Linked DNA regions of Capra hircus: region 1 is linked to region 2. The links are chromatin contacts, called in public Hi-C maps. All regions are on one chromosome and are shown on one strand. Each heading gives the region's core, a stretch centred on a gene start, on an enhancer-like site or on the middle of the called end of the contact. The rest is flanking DNA. Distances are from core to core; before and after follow the strand shown.

Region 1 (6,767 bases), core at 2,826-5,325, 86 kb after region 2:
ATTCTTCTCAATAGCTTCCAGAGGTTTTAAGTCAAAAAGTGATGCCTTTGAAATCATGAAGAAAATTTTAACTCCAACCAGTAGAATTTGATACCCATTTAAACTATTTCACCTATGCAGCAGTCTGAAAGAACAATGGGTTTAGGTAGAGGAAAAACAGAAGTAGATAGACCTCCAGGAAAAACAAAACAAAACAACATTTAAACTAATAAGATTATTTGATATGATTGGCCTTGTGGAAAACAAGAGGCTATAATGGCAACCCACTCCAATATTCTCGTCTGGAAAATCCCATGGACAGAGAAGCCTGGCAAGCTATAGTCCACAAGGTCGCAAAAGGTGGACACGACATAGTAACTAATCCACCACCACCACTGCCGTCCAGTGGTTAGGACTCTGTGCTTCCACGGCAGGGGACATGGGTTCAATCCCAGGTGGCAGAACTAAGATCCTGCATGCCTTGAAACAGAAAAGAAAAAGAAGGAAAAGAAAAAAAAAAAAAAAAAACTAACCAGAAGAACAATAAAATTAAAGGAAACAATGATATTCAATGACAATGCTTGCTGAAGAATAATGTTTGCCTAAGAATAATATAAACTGAATACTGATTTAACCAAATGGTTTTTAAACTATATTAGGAAAAATAGAGAAGAAATGGTGGTGCAAGAGATCTAAATCTTTATTTACCATTATCAAACATAGACAATGTCAAAAATAGCATTGAAGCATGTATATTACATGTGAAACAGATCGCCAGTCCATGTTTGATGCATGAGACAGGGTGCTCAGGGCTGGTGCACTGGGATGACCCTGAGGGATGGGATGGGGAGGGAGGTGGGAGGGAGGTTCAGGATGGGGGACACACCGTGTACACCCATGGCTGATTCATGTCAATGTATGGCAAAACTCACTACTATACTGTAAAGTAATTAGCCTCCAATTAAAATAAATTAAAAAAAAATTGTTACCTGGCCATACTATAATACAAAATAAAAAGTTTAATTAAAAAAAAAAAAAGAAATCGTTTTCCCAACTGCACAGTTACAATGTATTACATTAAGTAATAATAACATCAGAACACATTTTGGCCACTCGGTACTAGTTGGAAAATAAAAAAAGAATGGATGCATTAAAGCAGAGGCCCACAACCTTTTTGATACCAGGGACTGGTTTCATGGAAGAAAATTTTTACACAGACCGGGGTTGGGGAGATTGCTGGGTTGTGTGGGGATGGTTCAGGCGGTAATGAGAGCAATAGGGAGCGGGCAAATGAAGCTTTGCTTGCTCACCTCCTTCTGTAGGTCCAGGGAAGGAGAGACCCCTGCATTACAGAATAATATCCTGCACACTAGTTTAGAAACAAAGAGGTTCATAAATGTCACAAGAATAAAATTTTAGTTGTTTTTAGAGTGGAAAGTGTCTCCCTTTGAAGGGGACCTGGAGAACGCGAAGAAGCAGAACTCAGTTTAGAAACCTAAAAGGACTGGATTTCCTGGTGGTACAGAGGCTAAGAATCCACCAATGGGAAGCCCTCGCACTGCAGTGAAGAGTAGCCCGTCTGGCAGCAACTAGAGAAAGCCCCAGTGCAGCAATGAAGACCCACCACAACCAAAAACAAATAAATAAAAATTTTAAATAATAAAAATAAATTTAAAAATAAAAAACCTAAAAGAACTATTTGAAATATATGTGTTATTTTGATACAAATTTTTAAAACATGCTGCAAAATATATGTACTTTGTGTCTCTCATGTTCCCTTTCAAACAAAGGCTCCAGAACTCAAGTGACTATTGTTAATTACCAGGTGAGTACTTAAACTTAGAAGCCAAGTGAGAAATCATATTTTTATGTATCAGGCCCCTGGAGACACTGTAAATTACCCTGTCCCATTGCTAAGGGTCAGGAAGGGACTAAATACAGATGGACAAGATCTGTTCTAGGAGAGAAGCAGCAGGAACTGCTTCTGCAAGACAGGTAAGCACGAGTGTGAAGGTCACTAGAAATCTAAATAGCTACATTGGGAAACTAGGCAGAACCAGAATATACCATATCCTGAAAATGAAATTCAGTGAATCAGCAGCATATACAGGAGTTGGTTGCCTGCAGACACACTGTAGTTTTCAGCAACAGAACAGGTTCTCAAAGGCACTGGTTGGGGACCTTTAGAAATACCCACATTCAATCCAGATGTAGCATTCCTTAGGTAATAAAGAAGAAACCAATCTGTTCAATTTAACTTTCTGAAGTACAAAGGATTAACAGAAAAGCCCCCTAAAACAGTATAGAAGTCCCAAATTTTGACTGTGCTGGAGAGAAAAATGGCTACTTATGAGGATTTCAACAGCCTCAAAAATCCAGATTTCAAACTGACCTAAGAGAACAACAGAGCAGTCAGAAATAAACATTAATCCTCTTTTTCTACCAGAGGTAAAAATCAGAAAAGAAGCAAGATTAACGTTCACTTCACTGCTACTTGATGCCACATACATCAAGCCACTTAGCTCAGCTGGTAAAGAATCCACCTGCAATGCAGGAGACCCTTGTTTGATTCCTGGGTGGGCAAGATCCCCTGGGGGAAAAATAGCAACGCATTCCTGTATTCTCAGCTGGAAAATCCCATGGACAAAAGAGCCTGACAGGGTCACAAAGAGTCAAACAGGCTGAGCGACTAAGCGCGATATTCTGAAAATAAAGGCAAAATCAAAGTTCAAGCCATAAATCATAAAATATACCTGCTGCTGCTGCTGCTAAGTCGCTTCAGTCGTGTCCGACTCTGTGCGACCCCATAGACGGCAGCCCACGAGGCCCCCCGTCCCTGGGATTCTCCAGGCAAGAACACTGGAGTGGGTTGCCATTTTGCATGAAAGTGCAAAGTGAAAGTGAAGTCGCTCAGTCGTGTCCAACTCTCAGCGACCCCACGGACTGCGGCCCACCAGGCTCCTTCGTCCACAGGATTTTCCAGACAAGAGTGCTGGAGTGGAGTGCCACTGCCTTCCCCAAAAATATACCTAGATCTACACTATCCACCCGTACACCTCAACACTGCTTTTTAAGACTTTCCTTTCTCTTGAGAAATCTGTATGCAGGTCAGGAAGCAACAGTTAGAACTGGACATGGAACAACAGACTGGTTCCAAATAGGAAAAGGAGTACGTCAAAGCTGTATATTGTCACCCTGCTTATTTAACTTATATGCAGAGTACATCATGGGAAACGCTGGACTGGAAGAAACACAAGCTGGAATCAAGATTGCCAGGAGAAATATCAATCACCTCAGATATGCAGATGACACCACCCTTATAGCAGAAAGTGAAGAGGAGCTAAAAAGCCTCTTGATGAAAGGGAAAGAGGAGAGCAAAAAAGTTGGCTTAAAGCTCAACATTCAGAAAACGAAGATCATAGCATCCGTCCCATCACTTCATGGGAAATAGATGGGGAAACAGTGGAAACAGTGTCAGACTTTGTTTTTTTGGGCTCCAAAATCACTGCAGATGGTGACTGCAGCGATGAAATTAAAAGACGCTTACTTTTTGGAGGAAAAGTTATGACCAACCTAGATAGTATATTCAAAAGCAGAGACATTACTTTGCCGACTAAGGTCCGTCTACTCGAGGCTATGGTTTTTCCTGTGGTCATGTATGGATGTGAGAGTTGGGCTGTGAAGAAGGCTGAGCGCCGAAGAATTGATGCTTTTTAACTGCGGTGTTGGAGAAGACTCTTTAGAGTCCCTTGGACTGCAAGAAGATGACCGCTAGGATTTCTTTGGAAGGAATGATGCTAAAGCTGAAACTCCAGTACTTTGACCACCTCATGAGAAGCGTTGACTCATTGGAAAAGACTCTGATGCTGGGAGGGATTGAGAGCAGGAGGAAAAGAAGACGACCCAGAATGAAATGGCTGAATAGTATCACGGAGTCGATGGACATGAATCTGAGTGAATTCCAGGAGATGATGAACAAGGAGGCCTAGTGTGCTGCGATTCATCGGGTCACAAACAACCCAGGCACGACTGACTTAGAACTAAACTAACGTCATCTGGTATAAATTATACCATGCTACTAAATATTCAACTTACAGAAAAACTGATAACTTCTCTTTAACAAAAACGAAACAGGGGAGAGCGCGAACGCAGTCCCCCACTACCACAAATTATGCAGTCGAGTTTCCCACATTTGGGGAAATCGCAGGGGTCAGCACATCCGGAGTGCAATGGATAAGCCTCGCCCTGGGAAAACCACCTTCGTGATCATGGTATCTCCCCTGCCAGGTAAGTATGAGTTGCTCGCCCTGCCTGCCGACTCAGCCTCCTGTTCCAAACACTTCGCAGTTACGGTCACTCTCTTCACCGCAACTCTACACCCTCACTTACGAAATAACGGCTTCTCCCAACTATAAAGGCCTGAAAAGCCGTTGCCAGTACCGCAATATTTGCAAAATAATACAAACGCTTCATAGTACATGCTGAACAGGGCCAGCCGACGCCGAGCTCATTTACATACTCGGCGCACCTTAGTGACGTCACTCCGTAGCGCCGACTGAATCGGGGCCTCGCGATAGGCTGACTGACGGCCACGGAGGCGCTCGGGGCCTAATCCCCGGGGCCGGGAATGGGATCCACCTTTGTGACAGAAGAGATTGTAGGGAGGCGATGAGCTTTGCGACCGGGTGGGGCGGGAACAGCCCGAATTATCCAGGTGCGCCTAATGTAATCAAAGGCTCTTATGGAGAGGAGTTACATTATCAACTGACCGAGGACACTAAACTAGTGGCTTTGGAAATGGAGAGGTGAAGTCGCTCAGTCGTGTCCGACTCTTTGCGACCCCGTGGACTGTAGCTTACAAGGCTCCTCTGCCCATGGAATTTTCCAGGCAAGAGTACTGACTCGAGTGGGTTGCCATTTCCTTCTCCAGGGGATCTTCCCGACCCAGGGATCGAAGCCGGGTCTCCCGCATTACGGGCAGACATTTTACCGTCTGAGCCACCAGGGAAGCCACCTGAAAATGGAGAAACGGACCACAAAGCAAGGACAGGTTGCTTTCAAGAGGTTCCCCTTCTATACCTACTCGTGAAGAAAGAAAAGGTCATAAAAGGGTCCTCTGGCTCAGAGGTTAAAGCGTCTGCCAGCAATGAGGGAGACCTGGGTTCGATCTCTGGGTCAGGAAGAAAATGGCAACCCACTCCAGCCCACAGGGTCGCAAAGATTCGGACACGACTGAGCGACTTCACCTCACCTAGAAAAAAGAGACCACTTTCTTATAGATAACTTACTATTTCCACAGTAGTTAAGAAATTTCTTTGAAGTCTACAACAGCGATGAAAGAGACCAATATTTTTTCCCCCCAAAAAAGGAAAAAAAAAACCAAAGATGCCCAGGCCTAACCCCTGCTGGAAAACCGAAATACCAAAAATCCTGTAAGCAACCATAACAGAAAAAGATAATCTGTATGTCTTCACATCCTCTTATGGAGCCGAACTAATTCCCATAGTTTAAAACTGGGATCTACACTGCCAACTCACAACAGCCACCACTAGTAACAAACAAAAGAAAATCTCAATTACTGCCTTCTCCTAAGACAAGCCACATCAGGGGAGAGCGTGAACAAAGTCCCCCACTACGACAAATTGTGCAGTTGAGTTTCCCACATTTGGGGAAATCGCAGGGTCAGCACATCCCGAGTGCTGTGTTTCCCAGCCTCGCCCTGGGAAAACCACCTTCGTGATCATGGTATTTCCCCTGCCAGGTAAGTATGAGTTGTTATCGGCCTCTGCCATGTCACCCACATATTCTAATCACTCTAAAGAGAGGGTCACTTTTCTCGTGTATTTTACAGACCTCTCCCCCCACTTCTGGAATTAAGCCTTCAAACTATAATTACAAAGAAGGAATACTTTGTAGATTTCAATATTGCAAATCATAGGAAATAAATGCCTAGTGTAAACATTATGGCAGTCACTGCGCTCATCTACACGTTCCACACCCCTTTTGCTGATCTCATTTAGCGTGTCCTTTTCCTGGAGAAGGAAATGGCAACCCAGTCCAGTATTCTTGCTTAGAGAATCCTATGGATAGAGAATCCTATGGACGGAGAGGCTTGGTGGGCTACAGTCCAGGGGTCACAAAGAGTCAGACACGACTGAGCGACTTCACTTTCACTTTCCTGGTATAGTTACTGGAATGAAAGTTAAAGGCAAAGACTCTACAGATATAAATGTAAGAAATTCGTTCCTTCCTTCAAGGGCTTGGACCTAATGGCCTCGCTGTGATTCTGGTGTAGTTCAGCAAGCCAGTATCTACGCAACAGAAATAGCAAATCTGAAAAGATGAAATTTGGTAAAAGTACGTTTGAAAATTCAGTCGATGTAGTTAGAGCTGCAAATAACTTGAGCGTTCAAAGCTTCGAGCACAAGTACAAAATAAGTTCTTTTTCAAATGTGGAGCAAATGATCACCCTTACAAGAACAGCTGCACAAATACTAATTCTAATTTTGAACTGAGTTAGTGGAAAGCTCTTGCAGCAACCCCTCCTACAGCAAATATTTGGATAAGTTGTAGGGGTCCATTAGCTGGAATGTGATGATCCTCACAGTTGGAAATCACTTTTGTGATTAAGAGTTTCTCCTCTCCTCATCGAGACTAAGTTGTGTTTTGACTTATCCTTAAACTCTCTTGTGCTCAACACTTTATAAGCACAGGGTCATTCTTTTGCTTTTTCATGGGCGTCTGAAAGCCACAAGACTACTAGAGTTTCAACCCATCCTACAAGAAAT
Region 2 (6,321 bases), core at 288-2,787:
GTGAGCAGGTCTCAGCCAGGGGTCTGCCCGCGGCTCAGGCTGCACCCGAGCAGCCCTGGGCCCGGGCCTCAGAGCTGCGGAGGACGGTAAGGAAGCGCAGGGTAGATCCTCTGCCCCCCAGAACTGAGGGGCAGGAGATGGGGGCCAGCCCTCCACTCTCAGGAGGACTCTGACTTCTGCCAAATGCGAAATGAAGCCCATGCCCGAAACCTCGAGTAAAGATGATGTTTTCATCACTACTTCCCTCCCTGCACTGAGCCCCACCTACTCAGGTCAGGATCGTAAGGCTCACCAGCACCCACCGCCTTCTCACATCTTCCAGGATGCACAGCTGTGGTGCATTTCCCAGCCTGCCTGCAGGGAAGAGGTGACTGGGTGCTGGGCCTTGTAAAGTGGGAAGTAATGATACACCTACTTCCGGTAGTCCCTAAACCCCTCCACGCGTCCCTCCAGGCTTGCTCTTTCTCAATGAGCAGCGATGCGGAGGACACAGTGGGAGGCTGAGGCCTGGGGGCCAGTGGAGCCCTGGAAGGGAGGAATGCAGAGCACGGTGAATGCCATCCCTTCCCAACACACACACGCTGCATGGCAAGGTGAGTGAGAAATACTTGGGCTGTGTGAAGCCACAGAAAATTCTGAAAACTTACAGTCTGGCTAACATGTGCTCATGCCTGTCAAATATTCATTATAATGAACAGAAGTAACTTCCCCAAAGCCCCTCTAACCTGGGCTGACAGGGGAAGACACTGGGAAACCTCTTCCTCCATTGATTAGGCAGTTCAGCCCACCAATGAGGGATCCTGCCCAGGTCAGATTCTCTCTCTACAGCAAAGCACCCACCCTGGGGAGACCCTGTTTGGAAGTCATGATCGAGGTGAGCCCACCTTTCCATCATGTACTCCAGGTTGGCCAGCCTCGCTTCCCCTGTGGAGACAATGTGGATGGCGTAGGAGCTGAGGGAGCGGTGGATAAAGCCCCGGGAATGCAGGTATCTCAGGGCGTCGGAGATCTGGAGCAGCAGGTGCACGATCACCTCCATGTGCAACACGGGGAACTGGGCCCGCTGCAAGCAAGAACAAAGGATGCTGCAAAGGGCTTCACAGTTTCCAGTCTTTTGTATTGACCTTCATGACAGCCACCAGGTGTCATGACAGCCACCTGCTGTCATGGTGGGGAACCTAAGATTCAATGAGGTTAAGTGACCAGCCTGAGGTCCCACTGACTCAGGGCCCCTGACTCCAAACCTGGGTTCCTCTCCCTTAGCCAAGCTGCTTGATATTACCAAAAAAATGAGGAGAAAAGTCCTCAAACCTGGTCTGCACCTCCAGTGTGGGCCCCACCGCCACTGGCAATGCCAAGCCTGTGCTGCGGGAGAACTTGACACACAAAGGACAATCCAGCCCCTGCTGTGGCCAGAGGACCTAGAAAGTTTACTCCAGGAGGACAGAAATCCCCTCATACTAAGACACCCAGTCACAGGAGCTCTCTTCTCTCCCCAGAAGTGGCATTGTAAGTCAACGCCCTCCCCCGAGGAGAGGAAAGGGAACTCTAACACTGAGAGGTGAAACCCGAAACCCAGGCAGGAGGAGGGGTGAGCCGTTTCAGGGAAGGGCCCTTCCTGCAGGCTCTTTTCTCACTCCAGCCTAGGGTCTTCAAAACAAAGCCATGGAGAAAGAAAAACCAATCTATCAGGACCTTTTGGAAGTCACATTTCAGGCCAAAGCAAGCTCCCACGGAGTCTGTGTGTCCCATACCCTCCACCAGGAAAGCTGAAAAGTAGGAAGAGACAGACAAGGCCTTGCATATAAAGGTCCCAGAGGGCAGCGGTCCCCAACCTTTCTGGCACCAGGGACCAGTTTTGTGGAAGACAATTTTTCCACAAAATGGGGGCGGGGGAGGTAAAGTATCCAGATGCTTCAAGCACGTCACATTTATTGCGCCCTTTATCTCTATTATTATTACATCAGCGCCATCTTAGACCATCAGGCTCTAGGAGGCTGAGGGCCCCTGCGTTAGGGCACAAGGGAAAATGCCAGGAAACAAGGCCAGAGACTGTTTGGTTACTGTGAGCTACAAGTGTGGCTGTGTGTTTTCTGGGTCTACTGAGCTCTCAGATGTGTGATTAAAAAAGCCAGACTAACAATAATAAAATCACACTAGTTCCAATGTGCTGATTAGCTTTAAACGGTGCATTACACAGCCCCCCTCAGAGTAAAGAATTAGGAGATTTCTCTTCTATGCGTGCACAAATGGGAACTCTGCTCCTGGGGTAAAAGAAGAGAGAGAAAGGGAAAGGAGAGCTGGAGTGGCGGGGAAAGGCAGCAAGGGGAAAATGCGGGGAAACAGGCATTCACCCGTTCGTGGAGGACACTGAACAGCGTGCCCACCGTGACGCGCTCGTACACGAGGCGGGTCTTCTCCAGGTCCGGGGACAGGCACACAGCCATCAGCTGCAGCAGGTGGGGGTGCCGCAACTTGCTGCAGAGGCAAAGAGGACAGGATGAAACGATGGGTGCTTTCCTTTCTTCTGGGCTCCCTGAACACATTCCACACAAATTCTATTTACACACAATGTTTTGCTAAGAAAGTGGGATGGGGTAGGGGTTGAGTTCTCTGTTGATGGAATTCTCGGCTTTTCACTGATCAGAACCTGAAGGCTTAGGGTCATCGATGACAATGTCACTAACAGCTACTGAGAAAGGGACTCGACATACATCACCTTGATCCTAACAACTAGCTATAGGAAAGGTGCCATTACAGTTACACTCATAGAGATCAAGAAGCAAAGGCCAGGGAGAGGTCAGGCCCAAGGTCACACGTCCCACCCAGCCTCACATCAGAATCCACGTCACGAGCCTGTCCAGCCTCCTTGAGTCCCTTCAGGCTGACTTCCCCAAAACGAAGCGCTTGGCTTTATAGGAGCTGAGTGAAATTGATGAGCCAGGACTATTCCAAGGCCTCAGCACACTGGTATGCAGCCGAGGATGAAGCTCCTGCCCCAGCAAGACATGAAGGACCCGCAGGACTGACCCTGAGCCACAGGGAACCTAGGGTACTGAGACGTGTGGGCATGTCTTCCAAGGAGAGACAGCACACGCGGTCCTGACGGTGGGCCTTGAGGGCTGCAGATGAGCCAGCCAGGCCTGAGGCCGGACCTCAGAGACATGCAGGGAGTCTATTAGCAGACAGAATTGAGCCTCTCACTACCACCATCCCCAGCACCCAGGCTTTTCAAGAATGCTTCTTTCTCCTTCTTGGCAGCCCTGGGAAGTCAAATCAACCCACCAGGAGGAAATGCTAAGACTAAAGAGGCTGGTCTCCACCCTCAGGTACAGCCCTGCATAGCCCTGAACCTGGGTCTGAGACGCTCTTGGGTTTTTCTTGCCTGCTGTGCTCTTGCTCGGCGATTAACAAGTCGGCCAGGCGCAGCCTGCTGCAGTGCGGGTGGGTGGAGAGGTGCAGCTCCTTCACCGTGACCCTGCTCCCGTTCCACACCAGGCTGCCGGGGCAGGAGAGGGAGTGAGCAGGAGGGGTGTGAGCAGGAGGGGGTGAACAGCCACTCTGCAGACACGTGATCAGGGAACAGTGTTTACACAGGTTCTGTACAGCTCCCTCCCCACCCCACGCCCTGCCCCTGCAATGTTGTGTCCTCCCCGCTCCTACCCCCAGGGCCTAAAGCACTTCGGGGACTTAGTACAGGTGGCAGAGAATCACTGAGGGATTTAAGGGAGGGAGTGACTTGATCAGGTTTGCATGTTAGAAAGACCAGGGCACCAGCTGTGTGGGGAGTGGTGGGCCGGGGTGTCTGGAGAATGAGAGGCCAGTTGGGAGGCTGGTCTGGGGAGGGACACAAGGTGGACGGAAGAAGAGAGGACGTGACAAATCGGGGGCTCGGGCAGGAAAACAAGAAGCACGTTTGCACGAGATGCAGAGCTGTGCGGATCTGCAGAGGCCTTCTCAGACGGGGGTGACTGCCAAGCAGGGCAGCAGCAGCCAGGTCCACGGGGGACAAGAGACCTTGGACAGGACAACTCAGGTGATCCTGTAGGACGCTGGTCGCTGGAGACTGAGCCCACCCCAGGGACTTCATCAGAGTCTGATCCTATTACTGCCACCTCTGCTGCATCAGCTGGTGAGAGCCATTAGCCAATGCCTGCGGGGCTTCAGTGCCCTTTGACCTGTATCAGAGGCTAGTCACCACTATGCTGCCTCTCACTCTAGAGAGCAGAGAGGCTGAAACACTGATGTAAGTAATCTTTCAGAGCAGCTGTTCTCAACAAGGGGCCGTCCGGCTCGTCTGTACGCATTCTGGTTGTCGCAGTCATAAATGCAGGGGGTTGGGGGTGCCGGCAGAGCTGCTACTGGAATCCAGTGAGGAGAAACCAGGGACACTCCCAAACAGCCTACGGTGCACAGGACCACCCCCAACAGCCCAGGGGAACAAGAATGTCACTGGCATCCAGATTGAGAAACCCTGATGGAGACATTTGTATTTCAGTATGTCCCTGTGTTCAGGCAGAAACCCTCCCCACACAGGGAAGTCACACAAAGTCCATTCTTCCTGTGGGACTAAATCCGACTTCCACTGGCCAGCTCCCGCTTACTTGGTCATGACCATGTAGGGGCCGCTGAAGAAAGAGAAGGTGGGCTCATCGTCAGCTTGAATCACTTCCTTTTCTCCAATTACTGGAAGAGATCCTAGATAGGCCAGCTGTGTGCCTCCTGTGAGATAAAACTGAAAGCAAAGCACAGTTTCAAATAGTGGGAGAAAAGGGAGAAACAACTACCTCCAGAATCTTGTCAGCTAGCTAAAAATAAAGGTAGGTGCTATTTACCAATTTCCTGGATACCCCTATGGACTGGGTGTAATTCTTTTTATTATCTTTAATCTTCCAAGAAACGCTGCAAGGTTGTGATACTCTTTCCCTCTTGCCGGTGAGGAAACTGAGGCTCAGAGAGAAAGGTCAGACGCCTACAGGAAGCACCAGGCCTCAAGGGACCCTTGAGGCCCCCACAGAACTTGTCTGGGGCCTTCACTGGGAATTAAAGGCTCAGTTCCTAAAACTCCCCAAATCTAGCCCAGAGTCATTGAAAAGAACTCTCTGGGGCTTTCATCATTTTCCAGTAAGGACAGAAACACGGAGGGGTACTTGTCCTGCAAAAGCAGTAAAGAAGAAAACACTCTGGGGAGGACGTGGGAGGCTGTGTTGGACGAAATCATGGGGCCCGAGGCCAGAGCCGGGCCAGGGAATTCCCGAGTGAGTCCCGCAAACAGTGGCTGCTGGTGGCAACCTCTTACCTTTCCAAAGCCAAAGCTGTAGATATTTTGGGCAGAAATGACTCCAGCCTTAAGTAGTCGGTTAGGAGAGCCGTTAGGGTTTCTAAATATTGAAAAGAGGAGGGGAAAGTAAGGAGGAACCATACCCAGAGGACAGTGCTGAACCAAGCTATCAGCATGTGCAGCTGGTTTCGTTGTTACTACTTACAGCCAGCCATCTGAAAGGACCCCCGTGATACCCATTTCCTGGTGTCCATGCCCTTGTGTAGCGATTCGCAGGTCAGAGAGGGCTGACCTGTTAATCCAGCAGGATACTGCGGAAATGACCAAGTGGTGTGAGTTCCAAAGCTAGGCCCCCAGGATTTCTGCCCTGATTTCTCCTGCAGCCCTTGCTCTGGAGAAGGCCAGCTGCCGTGTTGGGAGGATGCTCCAGCAGCCTCATGGGGGCGACAACACCCAGCACTAGTCTGCCAGCCATGCGAGCCACTATCTTGGAACTGGACCCTCCAGTCCCAGAACGCTGCAGCCCACGCTGCCTCCTGACCACATCGTCGTGAGATGTCCTGAGCCAGAACCACCCAGCTAAGCCACTCCCTGATTCCTGACCTACAGAAACCGTGTGAGATATTTACTGTTGTTTGAAGTCACAAAGTTTGGGCTTAGTGCCACAGATAACGAATACAGATGGTCAAAGTTGGAACGAACCATAAAGAGTATCTTGTCCAACTTTTTCTTTTTACAGACGGGAAAAAATGGAGCCAGGAAGGGGAAACCTGCTGGCCTGATGTCACAGAACAGCAGCAGGGACTAGGCTTCGGCTCTGATAGAAGAAATTTGGTCTGCCAAGATCCTAACTCTGGCAGGAGAGGAGGTGGAAGACCTGAACCAAGTAGGGGCTCCAAGGCCGGATGAGGGATTCAGGCGCTTAAACCTGATAGCCCTGCTACTGCTGCTGCTAAGTCGCTTCAGTCGTGTCCGGCTCTGTGCGACCCCACAGACGGCAGCCCACCAGGCTCCTCCGTCCCTGGGATTCTCCAGGCAAG

Evidence for each region. A called contact is a pair of places that touch in the nucleus more often than the background predicts.
Region 1: a Hi-C map of blood shows a contact between it and region 2, with 1.9 times the contacts expected there. The contact joins two enhancer-like sites. A contact is called at or near these places in 2 of 5 Hi-C or Micro-C datasets (both in blood).

What each region holds. Positions count from the first base shown.
Region 1 is chr19:9,275,291-9,282,057 of ARS1.2, forward strand. No RefSeq gene overlaps it. Among named protein-coding and RNA genes, the nearest start is that of RAD51C, 14 kb to the right of the region's middle. Within about 2 kb of position 4,076, at least 5 of the 5 cell types and tissues checked have an H3K27ac peak or open chromatin away from gene starts, as enhancers often do.
Region 2 is chr19:9,192,239-9,198,559 of ARS1.2, forward strand. TEX14 (inactive serine/threonine-protein kinase TEX14) reads right to left here. Exons shown (of 32, transcript XM_018064130.1): 5 at 5,299-5,381; 6 at 4,605-4,752; 7 at 3,386-3,499; 8 at 2,355-2,478; 9 at 885-1,063. Among named protein-coding and RNA genes, the nearest start is that of TEX14, 56 kb to the right of the region's middle. Within about 2 kb of position 1,538, at least 3 of the 5 cell types and tissues checked have an H3K27ac peak or open chromatin away from gene starts, as enhancers often do.